2 separate regions of the Mus musculus genome follow, and region 2 is linked to region 1. Evidence: chromatin contacts called from public HiChIP or PLAC-seq data. All regions are on one chromosome and are shown on one strand. Each heading gives the region's core, a stretch centred on a gene start, on an enhancer-like site or on the middle of the called end of the contact. The rest is flanking DNA. Distances are from core to core; before and after follow the strand shown. Region 1 holds the start of Mturn (maturin, neural progenitor differentiation regulator homolog (Xenopus)). Region 2 has its middle 57 kb from the start of Znrf2.

Evidence for each region. HiChIP or PLAC-seq counts read pairs in DNA pulled down with a chosen protein or histone mark.
Region 2: an H3K27ac HiChIP or PLAC-seq map of thymic regulatory T cells shows a contact between it and region 1, with 2.6 times the contacts expected there. The contact joins the enhancer-like site here to the promoter of Mturn in region 1. A contact is called at or near these places in 2 of 484 Hi-C or Micro-C datasets (CD4 T cells and CD8 T cells), 4 of 115 datasets of contacts at active chromatin or transcription factors (double positive thymocytes, embryonic stem cells and thymic regulatory T cells) and 3 of 9 other capture datasets (adipose tissue, liver and pancreatic islet).

What each region holds. Positions count from the first base shown.
Region 1 is chr6:54,679,649-54,683,731 of GRCm38.p6, reverse strand. It overlaps Mturn (maturin, neural progenitor differentiation regulator homolog (Xenopus)), which reads right to left and starts at 2,108. Exons shown (of 3, transcript NM_001289740.1): 1 at 1,801-2,108. The coding sequence starts at 1,962.
Region 2 is chr6:54,757,863-54,761,945 of GRCm38.p6, reverse strand. No RefSeq gene overlaps it. Among named protein-coding and RNA genes, the nearest start is that of Znrf2, 57 kb to the left of the region's middle. Within about 2 kb of position 1,950, at least 157 of the 459 cell types and tissues checked have an H3K27ac peak or open chromatin away from gene starts, as enhancers often do. A contact at or near this core is called in CD8 T cells, adipose tissue, double positive thymocytes and 3 more, where this site is marked.

The DNA.
Region 1 (4,083 bases), core at 859-3,358:
TGGACACCGAGTGGGGAAGAGAGAGAGAGTTAGGAGGTTTTTAGAATTGGGGCTGGAATCTGTCTTGCAGACGGCAGTGACATTTACAGCGATTACACTAACACAGGCTCCCAGATATGAGCACCACAAGCCAGGGGTACTCCCAAGCAGCCCTGCTTGGCATCCAGTGACAACAGGCTGCCACTTGAAGTCAGGTAACAGGAGGACATAGTTGTTTAAGCCTGGAAGAGAGTGATGTCCCCAAGAACACAGACAGAAGTGTGCACCTGGGGATGGCCGAACAGAATAGGGGCTAAGTACTGCTATATTCCTTTAGAGCCAACTACCTGTGCTTAGAGGCACAGTGCCATCCGTCAGATAGATACCTCTGACCAAGGAGAGACCAAGCCTTCATCAGTGTTTGTAACTATTTAAACAATCTTAAAGTTTGTAAACTGAAAGATGCTATATAATAGTCTTACTGTTAACAAAATTTCCAAATAGCAGAGATGCTACTTAATTCAAATTCCTTCAATGCTTAACAGATTTTACACACACTACACAAGTGTTCTAACTAAGCTACATTCTTAGTTCCAGGTAAGAGTTTATACAAAGATAGGGGGGAACACTAGGTCTCTGAACTTTAAATTTGCAGGACACTTGCTGTGCATCAAACTGCTAGGTCTACTTCAAAGATTGCCAGAGAACTGGTATTAGGAAGCTAATTTTGTGGGTAGGCAACTCAAGGGAAGACAAGTGAACAGAACCTAAATCTAGCTGCCACCCAAAACCAGGATCATATTTTATTGGGCAGATGTGCACCTGTCCTGTCCGGGTCTCAGGGATCCTAGGTTGAACTTCCCATGGATGGATGAGGTGTACGGACCCAGCGGGGTGGGGGGATATGTCCAGCTTTGTCATTTCACCTGATGAGCCAAGCGGTCGATGCACCATGCACCACCCCATCTTCCTCTGCTGCAGCAGCGCCTCCAGCCTCAGGCCATCGACCACACGATTACCCTCATCCCCAGCTGCCTCCATCTTACATTTGGGGACTATTATTTACAGTGCTTACAAACACTCCACGAAGCGCCATCCCTGCCCTGCCTACACACCTCCCATCACAACCGCGTGCTCTCAGTATCTCCTTCCTAAACTGTCAGCACCAGAATACCTAGTGGGAGGGATGCTGGCCAAAGGTATGGTCGCTGTAGTTCCTGGTTCTGGTCCCTCTGGACCTGGGTGTGTGGGGTTTTCCTCTGGAAAAGCCGAAAGGCCTCGGCGAGGACACAGTAGCCTCATGGCAGGCTAGAACCCGAATGGGCTACAAACACTTGCTGGCAGCTCATTGAGGAGCTAGGGAAGCAGGAGACCCGGGATAGGCGTGCCCCCGCGAACGCGCGCGTGTGCACGCGCGTGCATTTTTAAGCTCCAGGGCGTAATTCCGCAAAGAGGGTCCAAAAGATCTATCACTGCGGGTGTGGACAGAGGCTTTGTGTCCGTTTGAGAGACTCGCAGGCTGGAGAGGGGGCCCTGTTGGGAGGAGCGGCTGCAGAGTTGTGTCTGAGACCCCGAGGGGGACTGACACCTCTCGGGGACCCGACCTCGGATCCTGCCGCAGGGACTATGAGCCCCGCCCGGTGGGTGCCCCATAGAGGCTCCCATGGGATGCTCTTAGCCACGCGCCCGGTGCGCGATGGTCCGGTAGGTTGCCACACCTCCGCTCCCTGGCACCCTGGCACCCTGCCACCGCTATCCGCCCCACCCGGCCCCCCTGGAGGAGCTTGGGCAAAGCGGAGCGCGCCCGTCCCGTGCACTCACAAAGCTGTCGCCGCAGCCGTTGTCCGGACACAGTACGTAGAAGGAGACGCCCGGGTCGGCGTAGAAGTCCATCCTGCGCTCCGTCTCCTCGGCGGCGATGAGCTCAAAGGGCGTGCTGGAACACCACTTCTCCGCGACATCTGCCAGCTGCTGGAAGTCCATGGCGGCGCCGCCCGCGCCTCCTCCGGGGCTCACGGCTCCCGGGTCTGTTTACACCGCCCGCTCCGCCTCCGCCCCGCCCCCACCCCCACCGCCCGCCTTGAAAGGAACCCAAGCACCCCGGGGCCCCGCCAGTCCGGGGCCGCCCCGGCTCGTGACGTCACGAACTCTGGCCAATCCCCGGAGCCCTACTCGGCGCCGCCCGGAGCCCGGTGACGTCAGGGTGGGCGGGGCGCCCGTCTCTGCAGGTGGCGGCGGGGTGGGGCGGGGCTGGCTCCGGACCCCTGGTTTGGAGCCAGTTTGGAAGGCTTTCTCTGGAATCCGCTATAAACGCGAGGGACGCACCCAGAAGTACAGATTGCTTGGTCCTTGCCAGGGCTGATTGTAGAGGTGCTGCGAGCACCCGGGGAAACAGCTTTGCTTTCTACAGAAGCCAAAATTCGGTCCTCCCAGGAACCCAGAGTGTGTTTTCTAGACTGATTTGGAAGGAAGTGTACACGCACATCAAGCTGCGTGCTTCTTACAAATACCTTCACTGATTTGGCTTGAATTTATATTATATGACTTAAAATGGCCAACTGTTGTTTTGTTTGTTGGGTTTGAGGTTTTGTTTTGTATTTTGAGTTGCTGGAAAATTGAACCCAGAGTCGTGCTTTTCAGGCATGTTACCACCGAGCCACACCCCAACCCTGCTTGGAAAGCAAGGAGCCTGCCCGTTGACTACACCTGTTGAATGCTCTGGCTGCTGCGTGCCCAGCAGACACACTGGTTTACAGGGAGTAGAAGAGTCCTCGTCTGAACACTTGGCTTCCGGAAGGGACACATTAAATAGCATTCATTCTATAAACATTTATTCGTGGTTATTTTTAAACTGCGCCTTCTGAACCAGGAGCCTTGCTAGCTGGGGTGTAAACATGAATGAGCTGGGGTCTAAACGCCTCAGTAAGCTGGCAGTCTAGCCAAGGGGAGCCCAGCTAGTGCACCTGTTATTACAGGCAGAAGACGTTATTCCACAGTCATCTGTTTTGATCATTTCTGTGGCAGAATTTCCTTACGTTTATTTGCTTGTCTTTGCATTTGTCTTTAGACTGTGGGAGTGATTCTTCCTCTACTCCCTGACTTCTGAGGCTAAGAGAACCCACTTGACAGTGTGACTGGGATATGTCCTGGGAACCCCAGTTTCCACATCTGTGAAAATGGGTATATATTCATGACCTTATAGTTAGGGTTTGAGAAAGTGTGTGTGTGTGTGTGTGTGTGTGTGTGTGTGTGTGTGTGTGTGTGTGAAAGGAATAGAAATCCAGTGGGTTTTTCTACAATTTACTCATTTTTATCTGTATGAGTGTTTTTGCATAAATGTATTGGTGTGTACCATGTATGTGTCTGGTGTCCAGAGACCAGAAGAGGGTATTGGATAGCCTGGGACTGGAGTTACAGGCCTTTGTGAGCCACCATGTGTGTATCATCAAATCTAGGTTCTTAGGGAGAACAGCTAGATGCCTTAACTAATGAGCCATCTCTCTAGCCCTGGGTTTTTTAAATGTAGGAAATTTGATTATATGCCTAGGCTTATAGCAGTACTCATTGGTGTCCGATGTGTGAAGCAGTATTGATTAGCTTGACATTCTGTTAAACCAAGCATGAATGTTAAATTTTGGATGGCTGCTGATTTGACATGGCATTTATGTAATATGTGTAGAAATGTGCACAAGCTCGAGACTGTCTAACACCCAGAATGGATGCTGAAATTCAGTGGTGCATTAATTACACTCATCTCTCATGATCTACATTTTGACTGAAATAATGGAACAAGAGAGAGGGGTTATCTTTGTTATACAGGAGCAGAGTCTGGAGGAGGGCCAGCCAGAACACATCTGGCGAGGGGTTGATCACGAGGCTCCTCTGTGAGGGCCTTCATATAGCTTGACAGATAAGTTGAGGCAAACTCCTCTCTGCTGCCTCACTAGAGACACACATTAGAACAGAGGCTGCGTAACAAAGGACCAGGAAACTTGGTGGGATAAACTTCGGGCACAGTTTTGTAGGCTTAGAGTCTTAAAACTTACACTTAATAAGCATTGTCAACCACTTCAACACCCCTTCTAGCCCACTGTCTGAAGGGAG
Region 2 (4,083 bases), core at 701-3,200, 78 kb before region 1:
GGTTTGGGCTATGGCAAATAGCTCCAGGTCTGGGCTTTAGGTTTTCTGGCCACATTTCTGCGACTTCACTCTGGCACCTACCCTGCTCCAGTTTGCAATCCGTGCATGCCTGTCCAGTCCTTGGTGGCTTTCCCACAACCCAGATCTCTCTTCACAGCACTGCCTATGGGAGCATTGTGCTGGCACCTACCATTTATGTTGGTCACCTGGCCTCTGTATCTCAACTGGGGACTCCAGTGGCCCACCTCTTCTGAAGAGAAATTCCCACCTCTGATTATTTCTGCCTTTCTCTTAGAAGAAGGAGATTTATATTGTTATTTTCAAACCAATCCCTTTACTTATTTTTGTAATCCGCTTACTCAGATGCAGGGTCTAATATGCCATTTTAGTTGCATGAAGACTGTTTTGAGGCAGGCTCTGGCCCAGGCTCACCTGAAACTAGCCCAGCCTAGATTCTAATTAGTAATTGTCCTCCCTGGGCCTTCCAAGTACAGGCATATGTCACCATAGGCAGCTTGTTGGAAATTCTCGAAGTTTGATTATTGTTAACATGCTTTATCTTTCTCCATTCTTATGTGTAACATATAGTTGGGTCTCTGGCAGCACTGTTTATTCAGGTCATTGCCATTTAAAATGATCATTACCTGTGACAGAGCAGCAGAAGGGAGGGGCCAGTAAGGTCTGGCATGGAGAAGGGGTGTGGGGAAGGGGAAAGAATAAAGTGTAATCACACAGCTGTGTGAAAACACCATAGAGAAGCACACTTCGGATAGGTAATTTCTCCGAAGCTGGTGAAATGAGCCAATTCAAACCAGATTAGACTATATTAAAGGCAGGTTTGTTGGGAAGCTGCTCCCAGGCAAGTTCACTGGCTCCAAGGATTGAGGTCAGGGGTGTCACCATGGGGAGAGGGGCGAGGAGAGGGATGAGAAAGAGAGAAAGGCTGTGAACAGAGAGAGGAGAGAAGAGAGAGGAAGAGGAGGAGAGGAAGGCCAAAATGTCTGGAATATATAGGGAGGAGCCTGTGGGTGAAGGGCAGCCCACCCCTAGGCTGGAAAGTTCAAGACTGGGAACAGGGTATGCCAGGTAGGGACTGAGGGATGCTGGGAGAACCTGGAGGCCAGGTCTGTTGTGTTAGAATGGAGGCTTGAGTCAGGACAGACCACATCAAGCCAAAGCAGCAACATGTGGTGGAAGAGGGCAAAGGAGGCAGCGAAGAGGAGCCAGAATGTGGTGTTGGAGCCAACCAAGAGTTTCTATTTGGGATGATGAAAGATTTCTGGAAACAGATAATGTTAATAGTTACACTGTAAATATGCCTAATGGCCCGGAATGATACCTTTAAAGATGGTTTGAAATAGTAAATGTCACTTAGTGTTTTTATCTTCAAAGGGGAAAGGAGGTAAAGAGAGTAAGAGGACTGGAGTGAAGGGGGGTGGGGGTGGGGGTGGGGAATGGGGGTGGGGGCGGCTTCCATCTGGAGTGCTCCTGCTTTCTGCCACAGCAGCAAAACTGGGTGTTAGAAGAACCTGTAGGAAACAAAGCCAGTTCTCAGCTTCAGGAACTGCGAAGTCAAAGCTGAATAAGGAAGTGTTTCATCTGTTTAATTAGCATAGTTAATGTAATGTAAATAACAGAGGCTAGGAAGTGACAGGAGGTGGGAGGAGGGGCAAAGCAGCAAACACAAAAAGTCAGTGTGAATGGTGCAAAGATGACAGACACGGAGACAGAAGGGCTGATAAAAGTCGGATTCGGCTCACTCCAAAGACCTGAGGACAGACAGCAACGTGACAACGGAGACGCCACGTGCCGGCAAGCTAAGTGGGTGTAGTGTGGAGACTCTTTGTTTAAAGTTCATTTGAGATTGGTGTCAGTGGAGCAACAGTGATAGGAAAGGCAGACCCAGGAGAACAGCTGACTCAGTCACTCCCACCAGGTGCCTGACAGGCTTGCAGTAAACACAGGCTTTACACACCCCGGAGGATCCTGCTGCAAATTAAAACACAACCTTAACTGTGCACATGGCACCAACTCTTTGTGTCTGCAGACACTTTGAAGATCAGAGGTCTCTTCTTTTCCCCTTAAAAGTAAAACCAGTTTTGTTTTTAACTGAACCAACAGGAGCAAAGATTTCGGCTAGTTATTCATGATGTTGTTTTCCCCTGCGCTCACCATACTTTCCCAGGTCATTTTGACCTTCCCCTTGCCTAGCAACCGTCTCCCACTCCTGATGAATACTTCTTTCTCTTGCCACGTAAATTTTCTAATGGTTTACTCTACCTGGTAGCTATTGAACACCGAGAGAAAGTGTTAATTCATGGATAGAAGGGGACTGGAGTCTCAGGCGTTTGTCAACAGCCTGAAACAACAGATGTTGAGAAGTTCTGCAAGCCTGGTCCTGTGGGAAGAGAACCACAACCCATCAGTCATGTCTGCAGGGAACAGGCAGTTCCAGAACCAGAACCATCTCTTGGTCAGCCCAGTCGCTACTTCTTTTAGCCATAGTCACAAATAGTTCATTCTTGTCTAGGGTCCAGCTCTGTTCAAAGTGAGTGCAGTTGCAAAAGTCTGTCCTAAGAAGTTAACATAAGCCGAGTGGTTCAAAGCGGCAAAACCCTATTCCCTCGAGTTTCTAGAGGCTGGGGGTTGGAGGACGCGAGTCTAGTTTGTTATGATCACAAAAAGAGAAAGGGTATAATATACGTTCTATGCGGGTGTAGGGGAAAGGGGCTTGGCGGGCCTATGCCAAAGCATCTCTCTCTCTGAGAGACCAGCCACAAGACGGTATAGTATAAAATAGAGTTTATTCAGGGCATGGGGAGGGGAGTTAAGAGGGTAGTAGAGGCAGAGAAAGGCAGAGAGCAGGAGAGAGTAGGGAAGTAGAGGCTGGCCATGAACATGTGTGTGGGGGGGGGCGGGGGGGAAGGCAATGGAGAGAGAGGGGGAACAAGGAGAAAGGGAGAGAATAGAGAGGCAGGAGAGGGAAGAGGGGCCAAGCAGCCCCTTTTATAGTGGGCCAGGCCTACCTGGCTGCTTCCAAATAACTGTGGGGGTGCATTCCAGACAGAATACCAACATAGTTTTTGATGAAAACTCTGGGTGGGAACATTTTGCACTGTGTCCCCTTGCTTCTGATGTGTCTAGCAGGTCCAAGTAGGTCTGGGCTTGTAGCCTTTGACCTTTCTGTCTTGTCATGTTTTAGTCGTTATTGTTTGTTTGTTTGTTTAATAAGAATACTAGTACTGCATTAGAGGTTCACCTTATTTCCAAATGACTTCATCTTAGCCGATCTATCTACAATCTTAACTTATCGACTTATCTTAACTTGCAAGTGAAGTTAAGACTTTCACATATCTCTGTAAAGGACACAACTCAGCCCATGGAAGGGACAAAAACTGAATTCTTGGTGTAGATAAAACCGCTATGGTGAAGGAGGGGAAACTCCTGGTGAAGGAGGGGAGTTGCTTTGGAGTCTGCTGTTTTTGCTCTTGTGAAGAAACCCAGGAGGCTGGGGAAATGCTTGGTTTATCTGAGGAACTGTGGGTTATGTGAATGGAGGACAGCATTCTCTCCTGACACCCAGGCTCTGGAATTCAGCCCAGCACAGCTTGACGATCCCTCTGATTTCTGTTTCCATGGGCACCATGACAGAAGTGTGCCGCAGAGAATCCCAGTATTCCTCTCAGCCCTTGACAAGAGCAGACACAGAGGAAACAAGTATTGCTACACACTGACTTATTCAGACTTTAAGCTCATAGCTGCTATGGCTTTGAATGGATGTATTTCCCCAAAAGTCTTTGATTGAATAATCACTGAATAGTGCAAAGAGTTGGGGAAATCTTTACAGTAAGTCACAGGTATTCACGAAATACTTGTGAATGATTGGATGCTGTAGCTATGCTAACTGGCTATTTCCTGGTTCTTGATAATGGTATTTAAAAAGTTGAAGAGGTGCGCGGAAATAACAAAGTAGCAAGACGTTTTCTTCACAGACAAACTGCAGAAACTGTCGCAGGGAGCAGCAGGCCACAGAGGGGCTGCGTTTAGAGCAGCAGGTTACTCTTTGGAGCCTCAGGCTTTACA